Linked DNA regions of Danio rerio: region 1 is linked to region 2. A link is a contact called in public Hi-C data. All regions are on one chromosome and are shown on one strand. Each heading gives the region's core, a stretch centred on a gene start, on an enhancer-like site or on the middle of the called end of the contact. The rest is flanking DNA. Distances are from core to core; before and after follow the strand shown.

The links. Hi-C and Micro-C count contacts between places; a contact is called where the count stands out from the background.
Region 1: a contact with region 2 is called in a Hi-C map of hematopoietic stem cells, with 5 times the contacts expected there. The contact joins the promoter of dock11 here to the promoter of kirrel1a in region 2. A contact is called at or near these places in 5 of 18 Hi-C or Micro-C datasets (caudal fin, embryo, hematopoietic stem cells and 1 more) and 2 of 4 datasets of contacts at active chromatin or transcription factors (caudal fin and embryo).

What each region holds. Positions count from the first base shown.
Region 1 is chr7:19,320,954-19,328,423 of GRCz12tu, forward strand. dock11 (dedicator of cytokinesis 11) reads right to left here and starts at 3,475. Exons shown (of 53, transcript NM_001202493.1): 1 at 3,374-3,475. The coding sequence starts at 3,475. It overlaps ntn4 (netrin 4), which reads right to left. Exons shown (of 10, transcript NM_001430983.1): 10 at 5,697-6,032. The coding sequence ends at 5,896.
Region 2 is chr7:19,134,384-19,141,605 of GRCz12tu, forward strand. kirrel1a (kirre like nephrin family adhesion molecule 1a) reads right to left here and starts at 4,658. Exons shown (of 15, transcript NM_212868.2): 1 at 4,436-4,658. The coding sequence starts at 4,484.

The DNA.
Region 1 (7,470 bases), core at 2,225-4,724, 190 kb after region 2:
ATTACATTGCACATCAAAACTAGCTTTCAAACATTTCAATTTTAGGCCCCCAAAATATTTAAACTTTAAAATTTAAACACACATTCACAAAAGCATTTTTTAGATATAATAAAATAATGTGCAAAGAAATTTTTGATTCGTCTATAGATAGTTTGTGTTAAGTTCATAGTTTGACCCTAACATTAACATTACATTATAATATAACATAACATATTAAATTGGGTCATATTTGAATGACATTTTAATAACTGTTGGCAATTTTTGTTTAACTGGTTGATGTATTGATTGTACGTTGAGTTAATGAGTTAATGCAGTGAGCACAGCTCTAGTTTAATAAAACAACACTCTGCAACATTCATTCATTCATTTTCCTTTGACTTAAATCACTTTATTCATCAGGAGTTGCCACAGCGGAATCAACAGCCAACTTATCCAGCATTTGTTTTACACAGCGGATGCCCTTCCAGCTGCAACCCAGTACTGGGAAACACCCATACACTACGGCCAATTTAGATTATTCAGTTCACCTGTACCGAATCGAAACCCAAGCGAACACAGGGAGAACATGCACACAAAAATGCCAACAGGATCCAAACACGCAACCTTCTAGTTGTGAAGTGACAGTGCTAACCACTGTGACACCGTGTCAACCTGACTTTGCATCAACAGAAGACTATTTTTAATTAGTTTACGGCTAATTTTCTTTCTTTACCCTGATTATATTTTGTACAGATGTCAGTAGTTAACATTCATCCTGATCACCTAATAAGGAAGATAAAACCCTGGTCAAAGAAGTTTTTCCTTTTTTTGTGGCACACAAGTGTTTTTGGAGCTTTTGTGTGATTACAGTTTAACCACTGAAGTCACCTGAAATGCTTTTGGCTCCTTTTTTGGACTTTGTCTTTGAACAACTTGTGACCAACCGTCGCTGTCTATGAGCTGAGTAGAGCTGCACGATTTGACATATATATATATATATATATATATATATATATATATATATATATATATATATATATATATATATATATATGTGTGTGTGATTTGAAAACTGCTATTTGGGAAGAATTTACTCATTTAGAATGATTGGGATGATTCTGTAGGGAAGTGAATCGTGCATAAAATTTAATAAACAAATTACAAGCAAATACAAAAAAAGCTAAGATAAAAGTGAAATAAACCGTGTTTTATGGTTTTCAGGGCCGTCAAATAGTATTCAGATACAGAACTTGAGTAATCAAATGTAAAACAACACTGCAAAAATCGTGACTGTATAAATAATCCAATAATTCAAAATTGATTTGCCATTGTGTTCACGTGCTCAACAGAAATGACTGTGATTGGTCGTGAAGGTCATCAGTTCACCACACTCACCGCTCTTTACTGAGTGTAACCACAAATACAGAGACACTGGAGTGTTTTAAAGCAATGAAGATCAGCTGATCTGTTTATAAAGCCATGAAGATCAGTCAATTCACCAGCAGATCACTTGTCTGTCAGCTTATAAACAGATCAGCTGATCTTTGTGGTTTTAAGGGTGCTTTCACACTAGCACTTTTGGTCAAGACCTGCGTTCGTTTGACATCAGAGTACGGTACGTTCAGCTTGTGTCGACGTGTTTTCAGAACTCGGGGGAGCATTCGTGAACGGTTTGGTTTACTCAAACTCTGGTACGGTTCACTTCTGGTATGAATCCAATCGTAACAAATAACGGAAGTGAACCGCCAACTGTACAACATGTCAGGCTCAATAGTTTAAATAAATCATTGACTTCTGATGTCCTCATTAGTTCAGATTTCTTTACAACACATAAAAAATACATTAAAGAGAACTTTATATACCTAAGGAACGGTATAACAGAACATTTTAGGGGTATTAAAACCTTGACTTTTCTAAACCGCGGTAAACCTTGAAACAGGTTATCGTCCCATGCCTATAACAGAATTTACATTTATTGATAAAAACTAATCCTTAAAGAACAGCCAAAATGCAGAAAAAAAGCTTTATAATTTTATCTTAAAAGTAAAATGATGCCGTGTGAATAGCCTCTTAAAAAATATACACATTTTAAAAAGCATGTGGACATGCCAAGCAAGCAAAATATTTTGATGACTCATCCTGCACTACACAAATTGTCATCCAATCATATTTCATCTTTAATTATAACGCCCCTCCCCCAATGCCACCTAATAACCAGCAAGCAGCAATTGTATGACTTAAAACATACTGGCTTCTTAAAATATAAATAAGTGGCAAGGCCTTTGATATATCCGAGCAAAGCTTCCTGTGAGAAAAAGTCAATACAGGAAACAAAACCGTGCTCGTTAATCAACTTTGATGGGTCTTCAAGTGAAACACTGAGAGCCAGTAATAAAGCTGCACACTTGTGTCATGATTTTGTTCATATCTGTGCAAACGCAGCATGCAAAAGGGGTACAGAAAAGGGAAATATGAGACAAATACTTCATTTAGCACATGCAGAGGACACAGGAAGCGTAGCTGAGCAGCCTGGGGCTATTCTCAAGGGAAACACAGAGGCTCTGCAATCACCATAGAGTGCCATTTGTTGTCTGTCACCCTGGAAACCACAATCAAAATGGCAATCACAGCATTATGCTGTAGGCTTTTACTCATAACACTCATAGAAAATCTCAGAATTGTGAAAATTGCCTCCTTTCCCAGTTAAATTCAATCTAAATCCTTCTCAAAAACATCAATGTCACATTTCTGCTCTCCAGCTTATTCATTTTCAGTGGTTCAGCAGGGACAAAAAGCATGTGCTTTGCTCAATCATGGACTGGTGCATGAGCACATGCTTTTTTTACACAAAGGCATAAGGATGCTCCATGTGGTTCCAGAAGAGGCTACAATACAATGTCTTTGCCTATTAGGAAAGCCAGGACCACCTGAATGGCAGCTTTTCTTTGATGCAAACCCTTATTTTATATCATAACCAATGCTTATTTCAGTATTTAAATGCACGAGGTTTCTACAGCTGACTATGCGATGTGTAAGACAGATGTTGAAGCTGTGCTGGTGTAATTGCCTGAAGGCACTAGACGTTATGCCTCAGCAGTCTGGCACGTGTTTTAATAAGAATTACAAACGCCGTTTAGATAAAGGGGGGAAAATTATTAAGTAATACATGACAGACTTTTATTCATATACGAGGTCATAAACGAGCAGTGCTTTCAAATCTAGTGAGCTGCCTTCCTAGACAGCATACATCCGAATGTGATGTCAAAAATGACCCCTAGATAGGCATCTCACTACATGTTGAGACACAGCCTTAGAGAGAGAGAGAGAGAGAGAGAGAGAGAGAGAGAGAGAGAGAGAGAGAGAGAGAGAGAGAGAGAGAGAGAGAGTTACTAACCACAGCAATGGACGTCCTCACCGCCTCGGACACACTTTGTCTGAGCTCTGCTGCCGTCCCAGGTTTGCTTAACCTCTTCGTGAATTTTCGTACTTCGGACATGTTTTATTCCCTCGTTAGTTTGACCGTAATTCCATCAGCGTCCTCATTACAGAAAGCAACATCGCGGCACGCCAATCTGCGCGGCTGACAGAGGTGCGGATGCAGGCGTGTGGGGCGGGGCCTCATGGACCAAGCGCTAGCCCCGCCCACTTGTGGTTGCCTGATATCCAAAAATCCCTGCTTTAGGGTTAATCATTGAAAATGTTTAAGATTTGTGCACTTTGATTTAGGAAAAAGTTAGGATATATACATTTTTTAATACATATGTATATAATTATCTTAAATTATGTGAAAAGTTTATAGTGAAGAGTGTGTTGTGGTCTCATTTGCAGCCACTTAAATCCAAAGGTACTACAAATGAGACTCGAGAAGCATAAGGATTAGAGTGCCCGAGTCCCTACATAACAAAATGTCATTCATCACGCATACTATGATATAACTTAAAACCTGATTGAAAAACTTCATAAATACTGTTAAGCTCCAGAAAGCTTTGCAATTGTGATAAAACAGTTCTCCAAAATCTTAGATAAAAAGGGTAGTTTAGAAATGGGTCTAAAAATGGACAGCACAGATTTTTCCAAATTTGGCTTTTTCAGAGGTTGCACTACAGCATGTTTGAAAATGCACCACACCAGAAACAAGACTCCTATTTACAATGGACAAAATACTAGGGCCAATAATCTTGGTTTGTTTAAAAAAAATTTGATTTGTTTATATATATATATATATATATATATATATATATATATATATATATATATATATATATATATATATATATATATATATATATATATTTACATTTAAGAATTAAGCAAGCTTTCATCAAAGCAACTCACACCTGTGAACACACACTTGGAGCAGCTGATGTGAATTCAGTGTCTTGCTCAAGGGAATCACCTCAGCCGTAGTATAGATGCTGGTGATATATAGGTGAGAGCTGGATATTCAGTCAACACCTACAGTGCCGGGACTTGAACCCGAACCTTTGGATTGCAAGTCCAACTCTCTAATTACAGCCACTCCATAGTAATTGAATATTTTTAATTGATGTTATTTTGAAATTTAGTTACTATTATGTTACAATATGCAGTGCAGTGTGTAGCCTCACAGCAAGAAGCTTGCTGGTTCGAGTCTTGGCTGGGTCAGTTGGCATTTCTGTGTGGAGTTTGCATGTTCTCCCTGAGTTCACGCGGGTTTCCTCCAGGTGCTCCGGCTTCCCCCACAGTCCAAAGACATGTGCTATAGGTGAATTTGGTAAGCTATATTGTCTGTAGTATACGAGTGTAAATGAGAGTGTATGGGTGTTTCCCAGTGATGGGTTGCAGCTGGAAGGGCAGCCGCTGTGTAAAACATATGCTAGATAAGTTTGCGGTTCATTCCGCTGTGGCAACCCCTGATTAATAAAGGGACTAAGCTGAAAATAAAATGAATGAATGAATGTTACATTATTTTTTTACTCATAATAACAGTTTATTTCCAAATTTATTTTAACACATTTAATTAAATTCAATATATTTTTAATTAACCTTTCTCTTTGTTATAGTCAAATTTATTTATCTTTTTGCATTATTTGATGATTGTAATTATTAATTAATCCAATGTCCATGAATTGTTTGATTTACACTATTATGTTGTGATTTACACTAATACACTAATCTTAATCAAGTGTTTATTTTATTTATATTTTATTTTTTTATTGGGGTTGGGGGGTGTCCTACTACATCTTTCAGCAGCAAATCATATTTACAAAATTATCTATTTGTGAATATTATTCATCATAACCATAAATATGATCATATGCTGACACCTTGTGGCCACAATAGGTATAACATTAAACATTAAAGCAATAGTTTACCCTAAAATGAACTTTTACTCACCATTTACTCACCCTCAAGTGGTTCCCAATTTATTTACTTTTCTTCCATTAAACACAAAAGAAGATATTTTGTAGAAACCTTCAATCTTTTTAGAGCTATTTCACTTTGAACTTGAGCAAGTAAAAGATGAGTAAATTATGTCGATTTTAATTTTTGGGGTGATCTCTCCCTTTAATTAAATCAATTTTAAGAAAAAAAAATATATTATAACATTATAAAAAAGCAGCCAAGGGACAATCCGATAGCATGTATGCATTATATTTTTCTTCTGTACAAAAAGCATGCTATATACAAGGTTAGTTAAAGAAATAAAAAAAACTACACATTATTATCTTATATTCATATATACACACATACATACATTTATATTATACAGTACATTCTGTACAGTGCTAGTATGGACCTGACAGCTAGCAGATACACCAGAACGGCTGGGTTTACACCTAAAGCATTAGTTTGATTCAGATGATGAAGAACGATCACAGTTAAATAAAGTCTAAGTTGGCGTGTGCATTTGTTTTGAACATCTCACTGCGTCTTTCAGCTACATTTGGTTTTCAGCAGCTGATGGACTTTCCGACTCAAGCTGGCTCTCCATGGCTTCACTATGCTCTTCATGTTAACAACAGGGCGACCTTTTCTCACATCCTCGTGTCCCACCACAAGATACTCCAATCCTACAGCAAGAGGAAAAACAAAACAAATTAAGAAAAATAATCACAACGGTCCTATTTCACTAAATAGCTTATCTGTATTTGTTGCTCTGTGTTTGCTTTCATTTCAGTTTATTTAGACTGGCTAAAGTATTTGTTTGATTTATGACAAATTATTTAGATTTTTTAACTTTTGAATGTTATTGAGATATTTGATTGAATTATTAAGCTGTTAATAATAACAGTGCAGTAAAGCAGGGGTTTTCAACCTTTTCAACCCTTTAAGAGCCTTCGGTGAGATTTTGTTTGGCCCCAGTACTAAACATGGCCACCAAATGACATTCTGTTTCCATTGATGACCATAGAAGGGCGCCCCCTATGTTTTGAGGAACGTGAACTGTATTTTCTAATACTTTTGATGGTGATTGTAAAATAAACGTAAAACTTAGTAGTACAGGAAGTTTTAATTTGAATTTAGCCTCTAGAAAATATCTAAACAATATTTCATATGCGGATTGCTGTAGCAAAGTAATGCTTTAGGACTCTGAAAGGAGTATTCTTGTTGCACATTAATAAATAACTGTTGGTCATTAATATATATCGCAAATCAGTTACTAGATATAGAAACTGAACACTTTAGGCTTTCAAAGGATACATAATGTGTTATGATTGTTTTATGTTTAGACAACAATATTTCGATTTAAAAATATAACCGTAAATGGTCCCACAGGTTGTAAGGCGACATTAAATGTGCTTTGTGCTATTGCTCTTCCTACATAAAAAAACTGCAGCAAAATATCTATTCGGAAGTGTTATATACATTAGTTTGTCATTATTAGATTTATTTATTTATTAGATAGATATTTAGATATTTTTATTTATTAATTTAATTGCAAAAAAGTGATGTATACTTATTTGTCCTAGTGGTGGGACAGTGATATGCAAATGATTAATACTGTACTACAGTATTAACTAAATTCATTTATACTGTATGCATTCGTAAACATACATTTCTAGCAGAAACGGCTTAACATTGGATGAAGTTATGTTTAATTATTTTATACATTTATTAATTTATTTATTGACTGAGCTGGGGAGCTATAATTAATGAATCTATAATTCATTAAATTATACTGAAAAATATTATTATGAATATATTATAAAATAATATTAAATTAAAATGAAATTCCCAAAACCGCACACAAGAGAGGTGCAAAAAAAACAACAGTATTTTTGCCTATAGCGTCATGCCTTAATGAGTACATGTTGTTTATTGCAATTTGTAAAAACTCTACATTTAAGTTTTCATCATTTTGTGAATATCCACACTCAGTTAGAATAACAAAGTATTTCAGCAAAAACAACTGTTATCAGATTACATCCTTACATTCATTCATATAACTATCTGCTTCCATAGAATCTGTGATTTTGCAGAATTCTGAGAAATAAAATGTCAGATTAC
Region 2 (7,222 bases), core at 3,408-5,907:
AAGAAAAGTTTTTGATGGGAAAAAACTCTAGAGGAGATTTAATGAGTCGCTTCATGAGCTATTATTACAAAAAGAGCAGGTGTGTTCAATACAGATCTACCTTCAGTTTATTCCCACCTGCCTGTCATTTATATGTGAACCTGAAGACCATAATTAGCTTCTTCAGGTGAGTTTGATTAGAGATAGAACTCACCTGGAGCACACATCCACAAACAGGAAATACGCAATAGAAACAAAAAATTTGCCAGATATTTGTTTTTGGACCATCTTGGTACTCATTAAAAATAGTGAGCGATGACAGTTTGTAAAGAAACAATACTTATCTGCGCACTTTATGAGTAAATGCCTATTGACCGTATTCTGCGATGAGGAAGTGCACATGTTTTTGTGATTGTTTCAGAACTTCCGATTCAGTTACCAATGGGAGAAATGACTAAGAATAATAAACAGAAAATAGTCAAACTTCTTGCTTTACAAACAAGTGTGTTTGTGACAATACAAAAAAAATAGAATAATGTCATAAGAAAATATCAGTTTGCAACATAATGAGCCTTTTTTAATCGAACGTCTAAAAATCAACGGAAGTGAATGAGACCGGAAGTCCCAAGCCAAAAACATTCCAATGATTATGCCTGCTCACACGTGAAGAATAAGGTCTATAGACTGAACATGTAATACACATGCGCATGACATCACCATTTTAAGGGCTGTACGATATTGAAAAAAGTCATATGTGATAGCATGTAAATAATGCAATGTTTAATAATTAATTAAATGTTTAATAATGATATTTTACCAAATTATGAAACCATTTCATATGTTTATTTGAGGGAAAAGCAAGCATCACTACAACCTCTGAAAGTGAACAGCCGTAAAACAAATCTCACTCATTTTAACCAAAAAAAAAATAATAATAATAATAATAATAGTTTTATCAACTGGAAAACATCAACAACAATCAGAAAAAAATGTGGAGTTGCTTTTTTCTTAATATGACTTGCTTACTTCAAACTACTTATTTGAAATGAGATGTTTTTTTGAGGAACAACTTAATTTTTTTATGTTCAATCCACACATTTGTAAAAATTATTAAACTAACTTAATACATTTGTATTGGGACAACATGAAGAAATTTCGTAGAGCCCAGCATATTATAGTGTACAGTGTTTCTGCATTCATACTAAAGTTATTACAGATTCAAGAAAATCAACATATCCACTTTGCTTGGTTTCAGAGATGTGTTGATGTGTAACTAAATTGCCTGATGTGCTAAGAACAGTGGGCTACTAGCAGGTACACAAAGGTATACACTTGTATTAAATCACTCATTTATTGCAAACCATTGTAATATGTATCGTGATAGGCAAAATGTCAATATATTGCATAGTCCTAACAATTTTCATAAACTCATAGACGATAATAGTAAAGAACCTGCTATACTTGACACTAATTCAAAGAACTGAAATGACGTCATTTAAAAGAAAGAAAGAGTTTGTTTTGAATCTGTTTCAGCATATTCTTTTTGTTTCGGAGAGTTTGTTTTGGCTTGTGCAATGTAAAAATGTTGGGTTCCACACAATTCCTTCATGTTTAACATGTTACCTTAATAGTTTTTACAAATTTAAGCAAATTAAAAACAATTAAGTTGTCCCAAAAAACTTTAAGAATTTAGCTGTTTCAACTTATTTTAAATAGGTAGTTTGAACAAGCATCAAAAGTCATTTTTGGAGTGTAAAAACCTTTAAGCTACCATTGATCCATGGTGATTACACAGTGGGTGTCTTCTGGAAGTTCGACTGATTCATGTCAGGCAGGAGTACACAACATAAAAACGCATAATCTTTTTTCTTAAGAATATTTCATTTAATTATAGTAATTTTAACAATTTAATAATCAGGCAATGGAATCAGAATGTGAACACATATATATCCTAAACAAATAAATAAAAATAAATGTTAACAAAAAAGTGCAAGGTAAGAAGTAACAGAGGCTGCGATATCTACTACCAGATCTTTTTTTATTCGTCAGGCACCCACATGAAAAAATACTTTAGTAATTTTTTGGTGTACAGTGTTTTTTTAACCAACAATCAGCTCAAATGTTGCTAGAATTGGTTTATGTATAGACGATATAATGCATCACCAAAAATGATCGAGGTCATGTCCATGTGTTGTGCCATAAGTTGATACTTTATATTGATTATTTTGACAGGCCTACTCGCAGTATACCATCACTCAGCCTTTTCTAACTTCTTTTTACCTTCAAACGAAGGACAAAAACAATGTTTTTTGAAGAATAAGGGCCTTAAACTTGCTCCAAAATGCTGTTCCCATGTAAATGAATAAACAGTCAAAATTCATTAAAAAATGGATTATGTTGTACATATCCCTGTATACCTAGTTCTGCATATTCATTCCAGCTCTAAAAATGTAATTGTGAGTAACAAATAAATAAAATTAATGTTTTACTTCACAAAAACTCTTTAAACTGAGCTTTAGAGCAATTTTTATACATAAAAAGTACTGGTGAAATGGGAATTCATGCTGACATTGCATAAATGCACACAATCACTGCGCTGTTGTGATACTGGGTTGCATATCAAAAATAAAACGAGTACAAATCCTGTATTACGAATCAAGCTTTAAGTCCTAGAGTAACATGATTTTAAGTTAAACAGAGCTCTTTGTTTATACAGGGCTAAACGAAAGGACATGCCTGTACACCAGTGTTCCTGTGATTCATGGGACGACTGCAGGTTTTATTAGATGCATTGCTTCTGAATGACTCCTGGCTGCTATGATGAAGTGAGCCGGATGCTTAAACTCACATTAAAACAGTTTGTCACTGTAAAATGAAAGGCCTCTTCGTTACACAAGAATGTCATCAAAAACAAAACCCCAAAAATATACAAGAGAAGGGTAAGAATACAGGACAAGTTCTTCTGAACATCATCTGGCCAGTCTGATCTGCAATTTTTTAATGCATACGAAATTGCATCAAGTGCAAACAAAAGGATTATGTAGCTTTTTCCAACATGATGACAACAAGGAACGTCCGTTACAGTAGAATACGCTACAACAGTACCTGCTTGCTGTTTGCTATGCTTCATGTGTGTTTAAGGCTGACCTATATTAGCACACCGCATACAGCAACATTGAACAGTTATTAGGAGGACAACGTCGGCATTGTTTTAAGGTCATTGCAACCGCCTCTGCTGACCTTATAAAAGTCGTTCCGGTAATGAAAGAGGTATGTGAAGGGCTGTGTCATGTTGGCATCTAACCTGAGTGTATCATCGTTCTCTCAGCGCTGATACCTTAATACGTTCCACCTTAAGACATAACAGCAATAAATCATTGCAAATGACATCAGTGCATGTGCATTACTGTACAATTGTTCCAACAAAACCAATGCGGTCATCATTTACTCCTTTAAAAAATGAAAATATAATCAAATAAAATAACACTCAGCATCGAAATGAAGATTGAGAACAACATTTTTGGCTGTGTTTACCTTTCTGTGCATTAATTGAATCTTGCTACCTGTGCATTTCATTCAATCTGTGTTTCTGTGCTATAAATACTACGTAATGCTGAACAAAGCCATGTCTGTCTGGATGCCCATAATTATCTCCCCAAGATCTTTTCATACAGTGTCATTCAAAGCAGCCATCAAGAGTCACCTGTTTCGAAAGGTACATCTCGATGAATATGCATGTTTCTGCTTTGATTCTGGATCTTATGAGAAAGGGGTTACATCATACACCTTCCCGGGACAAAAACACGCCCCTTTACCTTATGATGGAGTGGTCTGTACCTGCTCTCTCACATACACACATGCACAGTGTGTGACAGTAGACAATGGGGAGGGTGTCCGCATAGGCGCGATCACGGGGAAAAAGATGCTGTAATCTAACAGGTAGAGAGCTCTCTGCTGTCGCCTAGCAACTCGCTGGATGCATTATTACAGGCGCACCTGGATATGCACAATGCAAAACATGAATCGGCATGTGCATTGAAGATTCAGATGATTCAGGTGCTGAATTTACCTGAGCGACCCTGAGAGGAGTTAAACAAAGTGGTGCGTTTCTTTATGCGGGAGTCTGGCGTGAAACCCCTGCATGCGTGTGCATGTGCGCGTGTCCTTTCCCTCCTCAAACCCCTCGACTAATTTGTATTCTCATGACGAGAGCATGTTTGACGGCAGGGATCGCTGCTCCTCAGTTTTCCGCACTGGCAGAGTTTCTCAGGGGCATCATTTGGTTATGAAGGGGACGAGCGGCGGTGTACAGGCAGGCAGCACTGCTAACTCAAAGGTCACGTTGCACCTTTATGACCGGGCAACCGCTATAAACTCTCCTCCTTCTGCTTTGTGTCCAATAAAAAAAGAAATGCTCACACAAACACAACTTCATGAAGCCGAGCGAGTCTCTTACCTCTGTGAAAACTCAACGCCAAACTCAGAAGCAGCAGCAGACCCTGCATGGTTCAAGTCTCCGCATGGGGAGCGTCAAATCCCTCCAAACGATGGATTATAATCCTTCCATTCACGTGTTGGCCGTGCGCTGCCCCTGTTCTCCCGCCTTTGCTACTTTTTAACGCATTTCTGGTGGCTTTTTTCTTCAGCCGTTCCCTCTTCTGCCCTCCTCTCTTGCGTCCTCAGCGACGCTCCGGTTTCTTTTTAGTGGCACATTCCTTGTTCATCTCTCTCTCTCTCTCTCTCTCTCTCTCTCTCTCTCTCTCTCTCTCTCTCTCTCTCGCTTGCTCTCTCCTCCCTCCCTTTCTGTTTCTTTTCAGTGATGTACAATTCACCAACGAGTCGTTCTCTTAAACTGAATCGTGTATAATTGATTCTGAAGAACCGACTCGTTTACGAGCGGGATTGAATCTGCTCTGAAGTTTTCGAAACAACAACAGCTCGCTGACTCGCAGGAAAAGTTCGCGTTCATTTATAACGTCGTTGTTTTATGACTGTTTAGTCTATTATGAAGAAGGTAGGCCAATCGCATTCTTTTTTTGTTTATTTAAACATAAAATTAGAAAGTTCCCCTAAAAATTAAACATTTAAATAAAGATAATTTACAAAATGGATTAGAATCATAAAAGCAGCAAATGGAAATAAAAAAGTTTTTAAAAAGCAGAGGAAAAAGTACAGAGGATTATTAAAACTAAATGAACAAATAAGAATACGTTTCAAATAATTTGTTTTGACTATTCTATTTTAGAGTCTCTATTCCCATAGGTCTGTTTTAAAAGTAGCCAAAAGTCTTCTGTAGCTATAGTTTGTCCATTTTTGTAGCCTATCTGTGATTTCTTTAAAAAACTTAATGTTTAATAAATATATTTAAAAAAAAACTATTTAGCCTATTTTATACAATATCATAGAAAATAAGTTTGGAGATTCCTGACTCATAAAACAAATATAAATGATTGATTTCACCATAATTACTAAAAGATATATGTTTTATTATACTTATTTTCAGTGTTCTTAGTAATATCCATGAGTAATATGTTAGATTTATGAACGTCTTCATATAGAACCTGTTCTTTTGAAAATAAGATAACACAAAAAATAGTTAGGCCTATGAATTCTTACACAATATATAGACAGGTGTGTGCCTTTTTAAATCATGTCCAATCAGCTGAATTTACCACAGGTGAACTCCAATTAAGCTGCTGAAACATTTCAAGAATGATCAGTGGAAACAGAATGTACCAGAGCTCAACTTAGAGCTTCACGGCAATGGCTGTAAATACACAGGTTCAACTTTTTTTCACATTGTCGTTTTGGGGTATTGTGTGTAGAATGCTGAGGAAATAAATTAATTTAATCCATTTTGAAAAAAGGCTGTAACATAAAATATGTGGAAAAGGTAAAGTGCTATAACTGCTTTCCAGATGCACTTTATGAACATAAAATTTGGGTAAAAAAAAAAAAAAATATTTACTGTATGTAAAGGCTTAATTTAGGCTACTTTTCCCAAATTTTATTTTGAATTTCGAACATCCTAAAGAAAATATATTTGAAAGAAATGGGAAGACTGAATATAAAATCTGACCAAAATCTATACGCAATAAAATAGGTTATTCGCCTAACTGTTTTCGAACCAGCTCTTTGAAATAAACGCTCGAAGGAATCGACTCTCGGAACTGACTCGCTCTGCCCGTCAGTGTTTCCTTTTACCCACCCGGTTCATTTGCCCTCCCTCTCTCAAGAGCTCACAGCGACAAAGAGCAGAGCAGAGACCCGCGGCTGCGAGCTAAACCTCCTCATGCGCGTCGCAAACACTGCACTCACATTCTTCAGTTTACCTTCACCTTCAGCCCTTCCTAATGTAAGGAGTAAAGACTTGAAGAATGGCACAATGTTGACACAGCTTAGCTACCCGCAGCTAATGAAGGCTACTGTAAATACTGTATATCAGTAAAGATGAAAACGCAGTGATCAATTTAAATTTCACAATAGATGCGATGGAAAAGAAATAACATTTTAGATGGTGCTTCTGTCAAATACAGTATGAAACTCTACTGTAATGATCACTTTTAGACGTTTTCTGATACACATGCATATGCTGAGGGAGTGCCTGCATATGTTTGTGAATTGTGCCATCTGTCGGACAAGATTCGAACAGGCGAACCGAATTTGAACTAGCGACCAAAATTTGGTTCACTTTTAAAAAAAAATGCAGTTTCACACAATTGCTTCATGTTGTCCCAACACAAACTGATTAACTTAACTCAATTGTTTTTACAAATTGAAGTGGATTAAACATAAATCAATCAAGTTGCCCCACCCTAAAAAAATCTATAATCTTGTTGATTCAGCTCATTTTAGATAAGTTGTTTGAACAAGCAGCAAAAATAGATTTTTGAGTGTTGATGATCACTTTAAAACCAAATACTATGGTAACTAAATTTAATTAGTCGATGCACTCTAAAAAAACGTTGAATTATTTATTTAAAAATAGGCTAATTATTAAGTTTAAAATAATGGGTGCTTTGTTGGGTTATTTTTTTACCTTTATTTGATTATTTAATAATAATTCAACTAGCTGGGTTAAATACTTGGTGCTTTGTTGGGTTATTTGTTTAATAACTCAACCAGTTGGGTTAAAAATTTAGTTTCAACAGTCAAATGATTTAACTGACACAGAACAGCTGTATTTTTATGCGTTTGTAATGTTGTTTTTGTGCAATACAGTTTATGTAAGCTCTAATGCAAT